Regions from separate parts of the Mus musculus genome. Here region 2 is linked to region 1. Evidence: chromatin contacts called from public promoter capture Hi-C data. All regions are on one chromosome and are shown on one strand. The core of a region is the stretch at or near the end of the contact, and the rest is flanking DNA. Distances in the headings are between cores, read along the strand shown. Region 1 holds the start of Actl6a (actin-like 6A). Region 2 holds the start of Larp1b (La ribonucleoprotein domain family, member 1B).

Region 1 (7,473 bases), core at 64-2,563:
ACATCTTAACCAGACACATCACCTCAGGCACAGCTGTGAATAAGCTTGGCTATGCTCCAGTAAAACACAGCACAAGGTTTCTGACATGGGAGTATCATAGTATTCTTAAAACTGTTTTTGAATCATTTAAAATGTAGTAATACACACACGGTGGCATGTGCCTATAATTCCAGTACAAGGAGGCAGAGGCAGGAGGATTACAACTTGGAGACTAGCCTGGCCTACACAGTGAGACTTTCTCTCAAAAAACCCAAATCCAAACCATCACTGTCAGCTCACAGCACACAGTGTCAAGTGAACGGGAGAGCATTTTCTTACTAGCGTTATTCCTGAACCTATGACAGACAGGTCAATTCCTGCCACCTTAATGGCAGGGAAATGGATGAGAGTTTATTCAACCCACCTAAGGTTACAAGTAGCCACTATGTAGCTAGACCCTAGACACTTCAATTTAAGCACTGCTACCAGGTACAGAGCTACATTACACTTGAGCTTTGGAATGGCAGGACTGGTTTGGGCCTTTGGTTATATAGATCAGGCTATCTAAGGCCTAGAGAAGCAGAGGGACAAATTGTTGCAGTAATTTGGGGTAAGAAAAGACAGTGTTCTGGGCGACACTGATAGAGATGTAGACTAAGAACAGTAGACACGGATTGGGGAGGTATTTACAAATGGGTGCTTCCTTGAATAGTGCTCCACTTGCTTGGTGAATGATTTTCACAGAAATGAAAGAAACTGAAGTCATGATTTTTAAATGCTATCTAAATCTAGCTGGAAAAATGTACTGTCTTTTAATATAAATAGCCATTGTTTAAAATGATGGATCCTATTATTATATCTGATTTGCTGATTAATTCAAAGTGAAGTGCACATTTCTTTTTCAAGTATAAATGTTAGTTGAAGTATTTCTGCTTAAAAAAAAAAAAATTCCGAATTCATCACAATCAAAGGCCAGGGATCTCTCCCAGGTAACTAACTCAAGTTCCAGATTCCTTGCACTCAAGTTCCTTTGGCTCCTGGGGAGCAGCCATCCTTTAGAACCAGAGCGGTTGATGGCCTGAGGCAAGCCTCTTAATTCCCAGTACCTAATTAACTCACTCTCGAAACCCGGCCCACTCCTGCACCAAGCCCCTCCCACTCGCCCGCCCACCTAAGACTCCTCCTACTCTATTCGCGCGCGAAGCACAGCTCCACCCACTCCCCCCGCCTTGCTCCTGGAAGCTCGGTCCACCCTACCGGCCGCTCGCGAAGCTCCACCCACCTCACCCGCCCGCGAAGCTCCGCCCCCTCCTGCCCGTACCCCAACACCTTCCCTTCTTCTGTCGCTTCTCCCTCTCCCTGCCCCTACGGATGCCTTCCATTGGCTAAGACGGCTAAACCGCGCGGGGATGCAGCAGCGCCACACTCTGATTGGCTAATGACTAAGCCGGACCCTTTGTCATTGGTTGATACGAGAAACCAGCAAGAGTGGCTGTGCAGCGGGCGTGCGGCCGCTGCTTTGTTGCCGGAGGGGGCGGCGTTGGAAGTTGCAGGCTTGCGGGGCCGGCGTTCTCAGGGAGAGGAGTCACGCCGCTGTTATCTTTCGTCCGGTAGTCTTCGGCCAGTCCCCGCCAGACAGTAGCCATGAGCGGCGGCGTGTACGGCGGAGGTGAGTGAGCGCAGCGGCGCCTCGGGGCGTGCGGACCGGAACGACCGGCCTGGTCCCTAGTCGCTTCCGTTTCCCTCCGGTCCTCGGCGGGCCCTTCCGGTCTTTGGACGGTGCTTCCGGTCCCCGTATGGGCCACGGCCTCTCCTTCTCTTCGGACCCGGGCCGGCGCGCAATAGGTTTCCGGCTTGTCCCGTCGCTGCTCCGAGATGGCCTCAAGGAAGGGCCTTGGCGCGTCTTACCGGCTGGGCTCTGATGGCAGTCCCTGGCACGCCGGGTCCCTCACTGTACCGGTTCCGCCGCGCGTTGGTCCCGGGCAGCTCGCGGAGGTTCCGGGCCCCCGGGGTTGGCACTGGGTGCGAGTGGCGCCCGGTGTTGCGGCTGCTGCTCTGGGTCCTTCAGCAGCCACTACAGCCTGGACATCGTTCCAGGCGTGCTCGGTCCCCAGATGAGCGGATCCCTGAGGTACAGGCTGCAGTTCTCCTGTCCGGCTGGGCGGGAGCCTTTTCTAGATCGGCGATAACGAAAACAAGGCTTCTAAGTACTGTTTTGTTTAAGAGTAGTTACCTAGTTAGAGACTCTCCTCTAGGGGGGATGTTGACAGGAGATGGTGCTGCCATCCCTCACGTTAACGAAGAAAAAAATATTGGCAAGAGTTAAACAACCAGCTCAAAGTTTAAAGACTCGTTGTAAATTGGGAGCAAATTGCTTCTGGGATGAGGCAGGGGTATTCCTTTCTCTGCCGTGTACAGGTAACACGCACCCATCAAGAGTTAAATAGTATCCTCACACTAACAAATCTATATCTGCATTGAGTCAGTAGATCTGTGCCCACTCATTTTAACTGCTGTGTAGGGTTTTCTGAGAATAAACTATAGTAGTTTCTCTAGGAACGGTAGTCTTTTCCCTGGCAAGAAGTGTGACAGTAATAATTACCGTTAGCTAATATTTATCGGCTTATTGTTTGTCAGCACTGTAAGTGCTTTATACATTAAAACATTCAAGGCATTTAGTCATCCTATCCTATGAGGTAAGTATTAAATACATTTTTCGGATTAAACTGTAGCAGAGAAGTTAGTAAATTACCCATCTCACATAGTGTATTAGTCATTTTTCAGTTGCTGTGATTAAAAAAAAAAAAAAAACCAAGAAACAAAAAAACAAAATCAGCTTCTAGAAGAAAGAGTTTACTTTAGCTTATGATTCCAGAGAGGTAAGAGTCCAGTTTGAGAGAGGTATGGCAGCTAACAGCAGGCATGATGGTGGGGCAGGAATCTGGGCTCACGTGTCCAACCTCAAGCATGAAGCAGCTGGAAATAGTGGGGGCTTTAAACTCAAAGCCTGTCCCCCAGTGACAGCTTCCTACATCAAGGCCCACATCTTCTAAACCTCCATAAACAGCACCACCAACTGGGGCCCAGATGTTTAAATATCAGCGTCTATAGGAGACATTTTCATTCAAACAGTTGCATATGCATCTCCTTTTAAACTAGGAATTTCTCCAAACTGGGTATGTCTAAACTAAATAGCTCTGTGATTCTCTTTGGGTGCCTCTTTGTAACTAGCACCAAACTGGGTAGATTGGGCATAGATTGGCTTTAACTAGAGAAACAGAAGAACTTTTAAGGCCTTAGCATTTGAGTAATGTAGGTAAGTAGGATTAGTGTTTTAAATTTTGAGGGGGACCCCATTGAAAAACCAGTACTGAGAAACCCAAGTGCATTATCCTAGGAGGCCTGCTGTTTGGGGTGAAGTATTTGGAAAATATACATGGAGGCTTTTCTCTAAATTAGACTGAAAAAGATTGCCAGCTTTTTTCTTACCACTAAACTGTCTCCTAAAGTCTGGAATGTGTAACTTAAATGATACGTTCATTAAATGCTTTTTACTTGGCCTGTATAAATTACACTCTAATTTCCATGCTGTGCAGTTTTCATATTTTGCTGTGTTTCTTCATTTCATGAAACAAAACATAATTCCCCATAATTGATGAAATTGTACTAGGATGTATTCGGTGGTTTTTATTTTTCTTTCCTTTGTTTGTTTGTTTGATTTGTTTTGTGCCACCAGATTCCCTTGCTGTCATTTATACACATCTTGTGCCTGTAGAGATGGCCTCTGGGCTTTCTCAGCCTCTGGTTTCAGCTTTGAACTTTGATTTGGTGATGGTAGGGTAACTATACTTTTTGCCTGTGCTTTTTGTTTTAGTATAATCGTTAAAAGCTGGTGTTCCCCACCCAAGTTAAAATGCCCCAATTTGGATGCTGCATTATAGAGTCTTCCTGGGATTGCAATCTGAGCTTGGCCCTCCCTCCCTGAATAGGCAGCTTAGCTCTGCATCATTCAGCTGTTACCACAGCTCTCAGCAGAAACCTTCTAGGTTCTGGGAACAGTTTCTTCTTGTTTCCTCAGTTTAAGGATTATGAGGGCAGTCCTTTGTTCATCCTTCTGTACCTGGACTATAGAAGTTTATAATTAGTTCCTTTAGTAAGGAAACTACTACCTGCTGTCAGTGTACCATGGCTTTCCTGATTAAACCTCCATTGATAAAACAGTATGACTTGCCATATTTTAATTAAATACATCTTGAAGGTGCATTTAATACTAGGTTCATGCCAGACATGGTGGTGCATAGTTTTAATCCACTTGAGAGTCAGAGACAGGATCTTTGTGAGTTCTGTGACACGTAAGATCACAGAGACACCCTGTCTTGAAACAACAATGGTAAACACTAGATTCTAGCTAATCATGTGTGAATGTAATGGATTTTTACAAAGTTTTAAATTTTCATTTTATATACATAAAATATGTCCTTTTCTTTGTTGAGACAAGAGTTTCTCTGTGTAGTTCTGGCTGTCCCAGAATTAGCTATGTAGACCAGTTTGGCCTAGAACTCAGAGATCTGTCTGCCTCTGCCTCCCTTATTGGGATTAAAGGCATATGCAATTCTATTTTTAATCTCTTCAGTAATTCTCTTTTAATCTCTTCAGATGAAGTTGGCGCTCTTGTTTTTGACATTGGATCGTACACAGTGAGGGCTGGCTATGCTGGCGAGGACTGCCCTAAGGTAAGAACAATGATATGAATGAATTACTTGGGTAGGCAAGAGTCATCTGTGCAAAATTAAATTCAAGCAGAACCTCAAAGCAAAACTGAAGGTAGACACTGGAAACAGCCCCTCCCGAGAGCAGCTGATCCTTCCCGCCATATTTTAACGTCCCAGGTTGATTTCCCCACGGCTATCGGTGTGGTGCTGGAGAGAGATGACGGAAGTACAATGATGGAGATTGATGGTGACAAAGGCAAGCAGGGCGGGCCCACCTACTACATAGACACCAATGCCCTCCGCGTGCCCAGGGAGAACATGGAGGCCATCTCACCACTCAAGAATGGCATGGGTATGAATTAGCTGTAAACCGCAATGTCTTGCAAGATGAACAAGTGTTTGTTTGTTTGTTTTAACTCTATAAAGTAATATTTTGGATAATGAGAATACAAAAATGTATAAGAAGTGTTTCTTTCCCTTAAACTTAATCAGGAGAGTTTGGTGTATGCACAGAAAACTGTATGCTGGGCACATGGTTAAGAGCGATGTGGGTGTGGTCAGGAAACAATGGGATCAGAGATTTCATAAAGGAGGTAGCTGCGGAGTCTTAGCCATGGATAGGAATTCAACTGGCCAGCAAGGCTGAGAAAATCAGAAAAACACCAGCTTGTGTAATGAGATGGGAGTTGTGAGGGAACTATCTTTGAAATGCTTTACAGATGTGGCTGCGGCATTGTTTGTGTTAGGTCACTTGCAGGAAAGGTAGGCAGAGAATGCGGTCTTCCTCTGGAGCATGCTGAAATAGTCACTGAAAGCTGGCCTGTGGGAATTATGTAAGGCTCAGTGTGCTCTGTCATCTTTGCCACTCTGAAAGACTTGCTGACAGTACGTAGAATCTGCTGGAGGGATGCACTGTAGACAGGACAGTAATAAAAGAGGAGAAGGTTTCTGATGAGAATGAGAGCAGAAGTTCTGAAGTGGCTTTTGAGGATCCAGGCGGCAGGCTGCACTAGGAGATTGAGGAGGTAGAAAGGACAGGAGAAGTAAGGTTGCCTAGAGTTTTGGTTTAGGTAATGAATCAATGGTAATATTCACTAAAATCAGAATTAAAAGGGAGGCAGGCAGAAATGTCATTGTCTCTGGATAAAATTCTGAGGTAAACTATTCATAGGAGGACTCATGTGACCACACTGACGACACATGAGGACAGCATCCAAGGAAAAGGGAAAGGGGATGAAATCGAGGGGAGACCCAGGTCTTCTCTGTGGATGGTATACAGTGTGCTTCTGCCTCAGCTGCACAATGTAACCGTGCATGGATTGTCTACCAAGGAGTTCAGCAGCGACTCTGTAAGGCTTTGATTGAGGGCCGGTCACATAGGACCACCTCTGCCTGTCATACATCAAAGGTGTAGAAACACAGGACAGAAGCAGTGATCACCATAAGCCACACCAGTGCAGGGGACTGTAGACTAGTTGAGTGCCTCGCCAGTGCAGGGTCAGGTTTGCTGTGCCCTCCACATAGCAAGTGAGTGTGTGGGACATTGGTTATGATCTAGTTTGCAGGTCAACTAAGTCATGGGGAAACATTGAAGGTGTGGAACTGCACTGTGTGACCCAGAGAGGTCGTGGAACTTGTAAGAGGCTTTCTGTGGGAAACTTGCCCAGTATATTTAACCAGTTGAGATGAGTGCTCAGGAAGGAGAATGACAGCCTTAAATTAGGGGCGGGGAAAATTCAAGAGAAGTTTAAGACTCAGAGTCAAGTCGAGGCCAGTGTTCTCAGAGGTGGGTTGAGATTTCCCCCAAGGGAGGCATTGGTCCCAGCTACTGGTGAAGTCCACAGACTTAAAAAAAAATCATATGGGTCTGTGGGGAAAACATTTGTAAACCATTGAAATCAGTAGTACCAAGTACGGTCAAAGGTCACATTTAATTGGTAATACTAATTGTCCAGTGGAAGTGTCACCAGTTAACTAGTGACTCATGAGCGGGTTGAGGGGATGCCAGCTTTTGTTATGTTTTTTTGAGACAAGGCCCAGCTCTGTAGTCCTGGCTGGCCCTGAGTTCATGGAGAACTGCCCGTTTCTGCCTCCCAAGTACTGTGTGCTGGGATTAGAGATGTGCAATGTCATGTCTAGCTACTCTATAGATTTTTTTTTTTTAAATTCCTTTAAATCCTTATTTTTCTAACACATAGTATGTTTTTGCTTTTTGTTTTCTTCCTAGCTCTAGATATAATTGTGTCTAGCCTGTGAGCTGCTTTCCGCTGTCCTCTTTCCTGTTCTGATCACCCAAATGGCCTCTAGCAAGAACTAGGTGTCTGTTAAGTACCCCATTTATATTTGGGGTACCTGTTAAGTACTCCATTTATATTTGAGGTAGATCTGAGAGGCCTGCCTATAAGAACCAAAACTAGGTTCTATATGCAGAGTACAGTACTGGCCTGTTTTGTAAAGTGCTGTGTTACACAGTAGATTCAGTATATTGAGATACTAACTGGAAGTCATAGGAGCAGTCTTTTTGTCTTAGATGGTGCTTGCTCATTCATTCATCAGCTAAGCCTCGTTTCACGCTCTGACTCTTATGTTCTAGTTGAAGACTGGGATAGTTTCCAGGCCATTTTGGATCATACATACAAGATGCATGTCAAATCCGAAGCCAGCCTGCATCCTGTTCTCATGTCGGAAGCACCGGTGAGACCACTTTCTCTTCTAGTTTCACTAGTGTATGTTCTTTTTCTTCCTTCACTTTCTGCTCATTCGAAGATTTTCTTTTTCTTTT
Region 2 (6,928 bases), core at 1,378-3,877, 8.2 Mb after region 1:
GTGCCTATTTAACAATGGGGACCTGGAAGCTAGGTTCTCCAGGCATCCTTCAGCCCCAAACAATTACAGGGCCCTCCTGGCTGCCATACCCCCAGTCCCTACACTGGACTCCCCAGCCCAGGCAACTGGGCTGCTCTTCCCTTATTATAATGCAGCCATTCTGGTTGCACGTCCCTTTTGTACCTTTGGCCTCCAGGCTGCTAAAATTTGTCCCTTTCTCTCCCCTCTTCCATCCCCCCCTCCTCTCCACATGCCTCCAGTTCAGTCTCAGTCTGGTCATGTCCACTCTAGATTCCTCCACCATGCCTAGGAGCAGTCATGTCCTCTCCTCTGTAGCTCTTTTTTCACTCAGTCAATTGTTCAAAGCAAAGGAGCTGGAGAGATGGCTTGAGGACTAAGAGCGCTTACACTCTGGCTTCCCAGCACCGTGCTGGGCACAACAGCCTGTATCGGCAGCGCAAGGAGGATCCAATACCTCTGGTAATCAAGGGCACCTGCACACTTGTGTGTGTGCACAAACGCACACACACGTACTCGCATTCTTGTGATTAAAAATAGAACAATTCATGCTGGGCAGTGCGCTTCTTTAATCACAGCATTTGGGAGGCAGAGGCAGGCGGATCTAAAAAAAGAAATCTAGACAGAGTGAATGTACAAAGCCAACTGGGTGTGGTCCTTATGCTTTAATACTAGCCTTAGGGACTCTAAAAGAATCTTAAAAAAAAAAAAAAGTTCAAGACTAGCTGGTGGGTAGCACGCATGCCTGTTGGTCATCCCATTTCAAAAGCTAAGGCAGGTGCATTCCTTTGAGTTCAGAACCAGACTGGTCTAAATCGATGGCTTCCAGGGCAACCTGGACTAGAATGGTAGGCTCACGGCCAGCCTCGAGATCGAGGTCAACTTGTGCTACAGGAGACTTAGTTTGATGAAAACATCAAAACCCACTGAAAAAAAATGAAAAATGAAAAAGGTGGCGAAATGTCTAGTGTTCGTTTTACTCAAGAGCACTAAAGAATCATTTCGTTGTCTGTAGGTTAGAATCAGGACCGACAAGTGCACTTCTTGTAATGTCGAGGCTGGGTCTTCACTTGAACTTGGCTCCGGATCAGGAGTGCCTATTGGAGCCCACATCGTTACTGGGAAACTTTTCCTGGGTCCTGAGGACCCGCCCTCGTGAAAAGCCTGAAGCGTTTCACCTTAGCGCAAATGGACTTTCTGGTCCTCCTGGTTCCTGAAGATTGTCCTCCTAGTCCCTGGGTCACAGACGTAAGATGCTCCCCAAGCGTAGCAGGTTCATCCTCGCGATCCGCTAGGGCGGGGCTCTCATCAAACCATGCCCGCCGCATTCGGGAAGACTCCACAGGCCGCGGTCGCCCGCAGCGTTTAGGGAATGCCCGCAAGTGGCCACGTCACTTTCCAGGGTGCCCGCCCCCTAACCTGCCTCGCCCTCTACCCGCCCCGCCCCTCACCCTGACTGGCCCTCGCCCTGGTCCTTGGGCACCTGGCCTACTGAACGCTGATTATCTTGGCTCTTGCCTACATCACGCCCCGCCCACTGGCACGCCTTTCCCCTTGCGCGCCCCGCCTCTTGGACGCCTCCGCCTCCGCACGCCCAGCCCATCGGCCCGCCTCAGCCTATAAACGCCCCGCCTACCTGGCCACCCCGCCCATTGGCCCTCCTCGCCCTCTGTACGCCCCGCCCAGTAGCCTTCCTCGCCCTCTGCACGCCCCGCCCCTGGCTGCCTCGCCCTCTGCATGCCCCGCCCTCAGGGACAGTTACCGGCTCAGGCCGCGCGCGCCTCCGCAGCTCGCCAGAGATCCTTCAGACTGGCTGGAGCGCCGCGTTGTCGCCCGCGCCCGCTGAGGGCTCGCGGCTCGGGCGCGCCCGGCGCGAGTGGCGAGCTCCGGCCGTGCGCTGCGACGAGGCCAGGCGGCGGGCGGTTAGCGCTCCGCTCGGCGGGCGGGGAGGACGGGCACGCCGGGCGCTGCACGCCTCGGCGGGCGGGTTCCGCGTCCCAGGACCGAAGCGGGTCGGTGCCCCCGTGTGGAGAGAGGGGCGGCCGGGCTCCCTGGACCCGGACGGCCCCCGGCTGGGCAGGAGGCTGGGGCCAGGGGCCGGCCATGTCCGCTCGCGCCCCGGTGCCCGCCGCTGCCACCCGGGAGGACCCGCCCGCCGTGGCCGGAGACCGGGACGCGCTGTTGGCAGCGACGAGCCGGCGGGCGGAGCAGCCGGCGCCCGGCGAGCGGGAGGGCAAGGAGGCGAGGGAGGAGCGGGCCGCGGCCGCCACCAGCGCGGGTGCGCGGGGAGAGCCGTCGCCGGCGCTCGTGCTGGGACACAGCGTGCCGCAAGCGGCCGTGCCCGTGAGGCCGCTGGCGCTGCACCTGGCGCACAAGGCGCGTGCGCCCGGGGGTCCCTTCGGCGGGGAGGCTCCGCCGCTGCCGCCGCCGCCTCCGCCGCCGCCACCACCACCGCCGCCGCTGCCGCCGCCAGCACCGCGGGACCCACCGGAGGACGCCCGCGAGGACCCAGCGGCAGCCGGCCCGGAGGACAAGCCGCCGCCGCCGCCGCCAAAGGGGAACCCGTGGACCAAGAAGCTGCCGCAGCACCTGTCCACCGTGGGCACCGGCGTGCCGTCGCCCGCTCAGGACTCCCCGGAGGCCGGTGAGTGCGGTCCGCGGGAGGTGTTTGGTTCCTAGGTGTCATTCACCGTGCCGATTTACATAAATGGACATCTAGGAGAGGGAGCGACAGGAAGAGGTGGGACCTCAGGTTCTCCTTGACGGGTAGGGGCACGACGTGGGTGACTGGGCAGCGGGGCTGTGCTGGGCTCGTGCCTTCACGTGTCGGCGTCCTAGACGCGGTGAATACCGTGGAAAAGTTTCCGGGAACTTGACACAGAGTAGAGGCGAGTCGGGACGAGCGGATTTGTAAGTGGAAGTCCGATTGGGCTGGCTCCTGAAGTGAGGTGGTGAAACGAAAGTCTCGAAAAGCTGCTAGGTAGATGTGGCTGTGAAGGCAGCTGGTATTAGGTGTTTTTGCGGTTGTGTGGTTGTGTTTCAGAATGCCTGACACAGGACAGTTGATTCAGAGTCCGGATCGCACAGCTGGTCCCACGGTAGCCTGCGCGTTAGCAATTGGGTTGTGCCTTTGCGTTCGAATGCTGACCCATGCAATATGGCCCTTGGGGCTTTATTTGGGTTGCAGCAACTGCAGTTAGAAAGTAAAATGAAGACTGGCTTGTATTTGGTGGCGTATGCCGATTGATGTAGAGGATTAGGCGTTCGAAGAGAAGTCAAAAAGAAAAAAGTTAGAATGGAAATGCTGAGTAAAACTCTCCTTTTTCTTTTTTTTTCTTTTTTTAATAAAACTGCACTAAAATAACTGAACTTTTCTGTGGGAATTGCGGCTGTTTTGTTGGCAAGTTTTCGCTGGTCTGGGGAGAGTTGGTGGAACAGCCGAAGTTTGAGCATGTTTATGGGGTTGTGAGGGTCAAATGCGGTGAAGGGATCCTGTACAATTGTGATTGTTTTATCTCTCCTGTAGGGGGAGATAAATGTTGAACCAATTTAGTTTCTTAGGTTTTGCACGCAGAACCAATTTAGTTTCTTAGGTTTTGCACGCAGAAATGCTCACTAACTTATTTGCTTTTGTTATTTTGCTTGCTTTTTGAAACACTATCTACTTGTGTAGCCCAGGGGGTTGTGGAATTCTTGATCCTCACGTCACTGTCTTCTTCAAGATACTGGGATTATAGACATTCTGCTCTCCTTATTAATTCTTACTAAATTTTGACACCTTAAGGAAAAACAAAACAAAAGCACTGAGTTTTGCTCTCCATCTTGTATTAGTACAATTCTGGCCTGCTGAAAAGAGCAGTTTACTACCATTGCTAAATAAGTGAAGAGAACATGGTATATCAAGTCTTCTTAAAATTTCGTAGAGAAACCTGTTGATCACTCTGTTACCCCTCCATATCTAGATTTACACAGAGTACTAGGCATTATAATATTTATTGAACTATGAAATATTAATCGAGTTTTTTGTGTGTTTGTTTTTGTTTTGTTTGTTTGTTTGTTTTGTTTGCTTTTCGGTTTTTGGAGACAGGGTTTCTCTTTACAGCCTTGGCTGTCCTGGAACTCACTTTGTAGACCAGGCTGTCCTCGAACTCAGAAATCCACCTGCCTCTGCCTCCCGGGTGCTGGGATTAAAGGCATGCGCCACCACCGCCTGGCTCCGAGTTTTTATAAACTCAGTTTTCTAGACTTTAAAACGTTTCAAAGTGAAACTGGAGATTCTTTTCCCCCCTCATGGGGATGAGCCTAGGGCTTTGTGCTTGCTGGGCAAGTGCTTTATCATCAAGCTGTATGTGCAGATTTTCTAGCCCCTCCCCCCAAGAATTTTATTGCAGATTACTTGGAAAAATATTTGACAGTTTAACCTACTTGTGCCTTGGATCTCCAGTCCTCCTTAGATTAAGGATACAGTGACTTACTGGGAGTGTGGCCCATACCTATAATTCCAACAAGGGGATTATGAGCTTGAAGCCAGCCTGGATTACACTCAAGACCAAGGTCTCAGAAAATCAGAAGCCAGGCCTTTAATTCCAGTACTTTTGAGGGAATGGCAGTGGATCTCTGAATTCAAGGTCAGCCTAATCTACTACTTAGTTTCAGGACAGCCAGGGCTATGTAGACAGACCTTTCTCAAATTCAAAAGGAGCTCTAGTTGCACCAATGTTTCTGTATTAACAACTCTTACATCCTGGGGTCACTGCAGTACTGGGAATGCTTTTCCTCAGATCTGTGGCAGGGTGGCAGTGCTGACTCTTAAGCTGTTCTACAGTGTCTAATGGGTAACTTAGAGTGGTGGTGTAAGGAATGTACTGCTGAAAGAAATGGGTGATAGTATAGTTATTACTAACTAGCTAGTTGACTTTTGGCATTATTCTTGTAAATTAATGACATGGATAGGTTCATGTCTTCTATTTGTTGTTTGTTTTGATAAACATTTTTCTGAATTATAGAGGCTAGCAACAAACCCAGACCTCCATCTAGGCTGAGGTAATGGTCATGAAGGAGCCACGGCTCCCAAATCTTACTTAAAACAAGAGTGCTTTCTACATGCAAGCCAGATGCCATGCCCTCCTTCTTGTTTTCCTAAGAAAACTGAATAGGGTGGGCTACAGCTTGGACAGATAGCTCAGTAGTTAAAAGTGCTTACTGCTTTTGACAGAGCACCCATATCTGGGTCACCCAGTTATAGAGGATCTATTGCCCTTTGGCCCCTGAGGGTATCCTCACATGGGTGGTGCACATACACAAAAATAAAAATAAGGAATCTTCTAAAAGATGAAGTTTCAAAGGGGGGTGTGTGATAATAAGCTGTACAGTGGTACATGCCTATAGTCCAAGCTACTCGGAAGTTGAGACTAGAGGGTCAACTATACCTTGTAGTTTGAGACCAGCCAAAGCAATATAGTGAGGTGGTAGGGCTGCTGAGGTGGCTCAGAGCTTAAGAGTGCATAGTGCTTTTTTAGAGGATATGTGTAATTGCAGCTCCTAAGAAACTCAACACTCTCTTCTTACCTCCTTGGGCACCTGCACTTACATGCACATACACAGAGATAAACACATAATTAAAGTAAAATAAATATTTGAAAAATATGAGTCCCTGTATCAAAAAGAGAATAATAGTAATGATAAGCAATCAAATATGCCCAGAGATCATTTAGGATTCAAAGAATACAGATTGAGCAATATTAAATTATCAATTAATAGAATGATTCTAGAATTCATTCTACAAAATAGGAAGTCTTGAGAGAAAGAGGATTTGTGTTTGTTTGTTTTTGTTTTTGGAGACAGGGTTCTGTGTAGCCCTGGCTGTCCTGGAACTCACTCTGTAGACCAGGCTGGCCTCAAACTCAGAAATCTGCCTGCTTCTGCCTTCTAAATGCTGGGATTAAAGGCGTGTGCCACCACTGCCTAGCGAGAAAGAGGCTTTTAATTCCAGCCAAACTTACTCATATAAATGAAGTGAAGGAATTACAGCCACAACTTTTTGCCATAAACATTGTTGTTAGAGGTAGATGCATTATAAGAAGCACGGGGAGTCTTTTTTTTTTTTTAAAGGATACGATCATGGACTTACATTTATTTGTTTAGTGTGTGTGCATGCATCATTGTGGTTTATGTGAAGATCAGAGAACAGCTTTGGGGGAGTTGTTCCTTAAATCATGTGTGTTCTGGGATCAAACTCAGGTCAGACTTGGCAGTAAGCTCCTTTACCTTCTTAGCCATTTCAGCAGCCTAGCTTTCTCCAGACAAAAAAGTGAGACAGATTTTTGATGGCTCCATGTTTTCAGACACTCTTCTCCAGTTTTAGGATGACTCTGGTATATTGCTGTTTTGGGGAAACCAGATAAAACATTTCAGTCAAAGTCAGGCCTACCTAGGAATATCTTGATCAGTATTAAAACTTCTGACCTAGCTGGGCAGTGATGGTGCATGTCTTTAATTCCAGCACTTGGGAGGCAGAGACAGGCAGATTTCTGAGGCCAGCCCGGTCTACAGACTGAGTTCCAGGACATCCAGGGCTACACAGAGAAACCCTCTCTCAAGAAACCAAAAAATAAAAAAAGACTTCTGACCTTCCCAAACCATGTTAAGTAGTTGTAATTATTTAATAAGCCCTTCATTAAATAACAGTCTAAGACTTGTTAATTACTTGCTTGTAGCTGTGGTTGTACAGTAAAAATCAGTCTTGTAGTATAATTTTTCAGAAACAGAGTATGAAAATATTTTGTCCATTTTTTTTTCATTCTCATTCTTTGAACCCTATGCTGTTTTGAGAAAGGATCTCACTATATTATGTAGCCCTGGCTGGCCTGGAATTCACTATGTAGACTAGACTGGCCTCACAAGCCTTTCT

Evidence for each region. Capture Hi-C pulls out chosen DNA fragments and counts their contacts.
Region 2: a contact with region 1 is called in a promoter capture Hi-C map of liver, with 2.6 times the contacts expected there. The contact joins the promoter of Larp1b here to the promoter of Actl6a in region 1. A contact is called at or near these places in 1 of 484 Hi-C or Micro-C datasets (CD8 T cells) and 1 of 9 other capture datasets (liver).

Annotation. Positions count from the first base shown.
Region 1 is chr3:32,707,233-32,714,705 of GRCm38.p6, forward strand. It overlaps Actl6a (actin-like 6A), which reads left to right and starts at 1,314. Exons shown (of 14, transcript NM_019673.2): 1 at 1,314-1,648; 2 at 4,636-4,712; 3 at 4,869-5,043; 4 at 7,285-7,385. The coding sequence starts at 1,624.
Region 2 is chr3:40,948,023-40,954,950 of GRCm38.p6, forward strand. Larp1b (La ribonucleoprotein domain family, member 1B) reads left to right here and starts at 2,628. Exons shown (of 10, transcript NM_001040399.2): 1 at 2,628-2,662.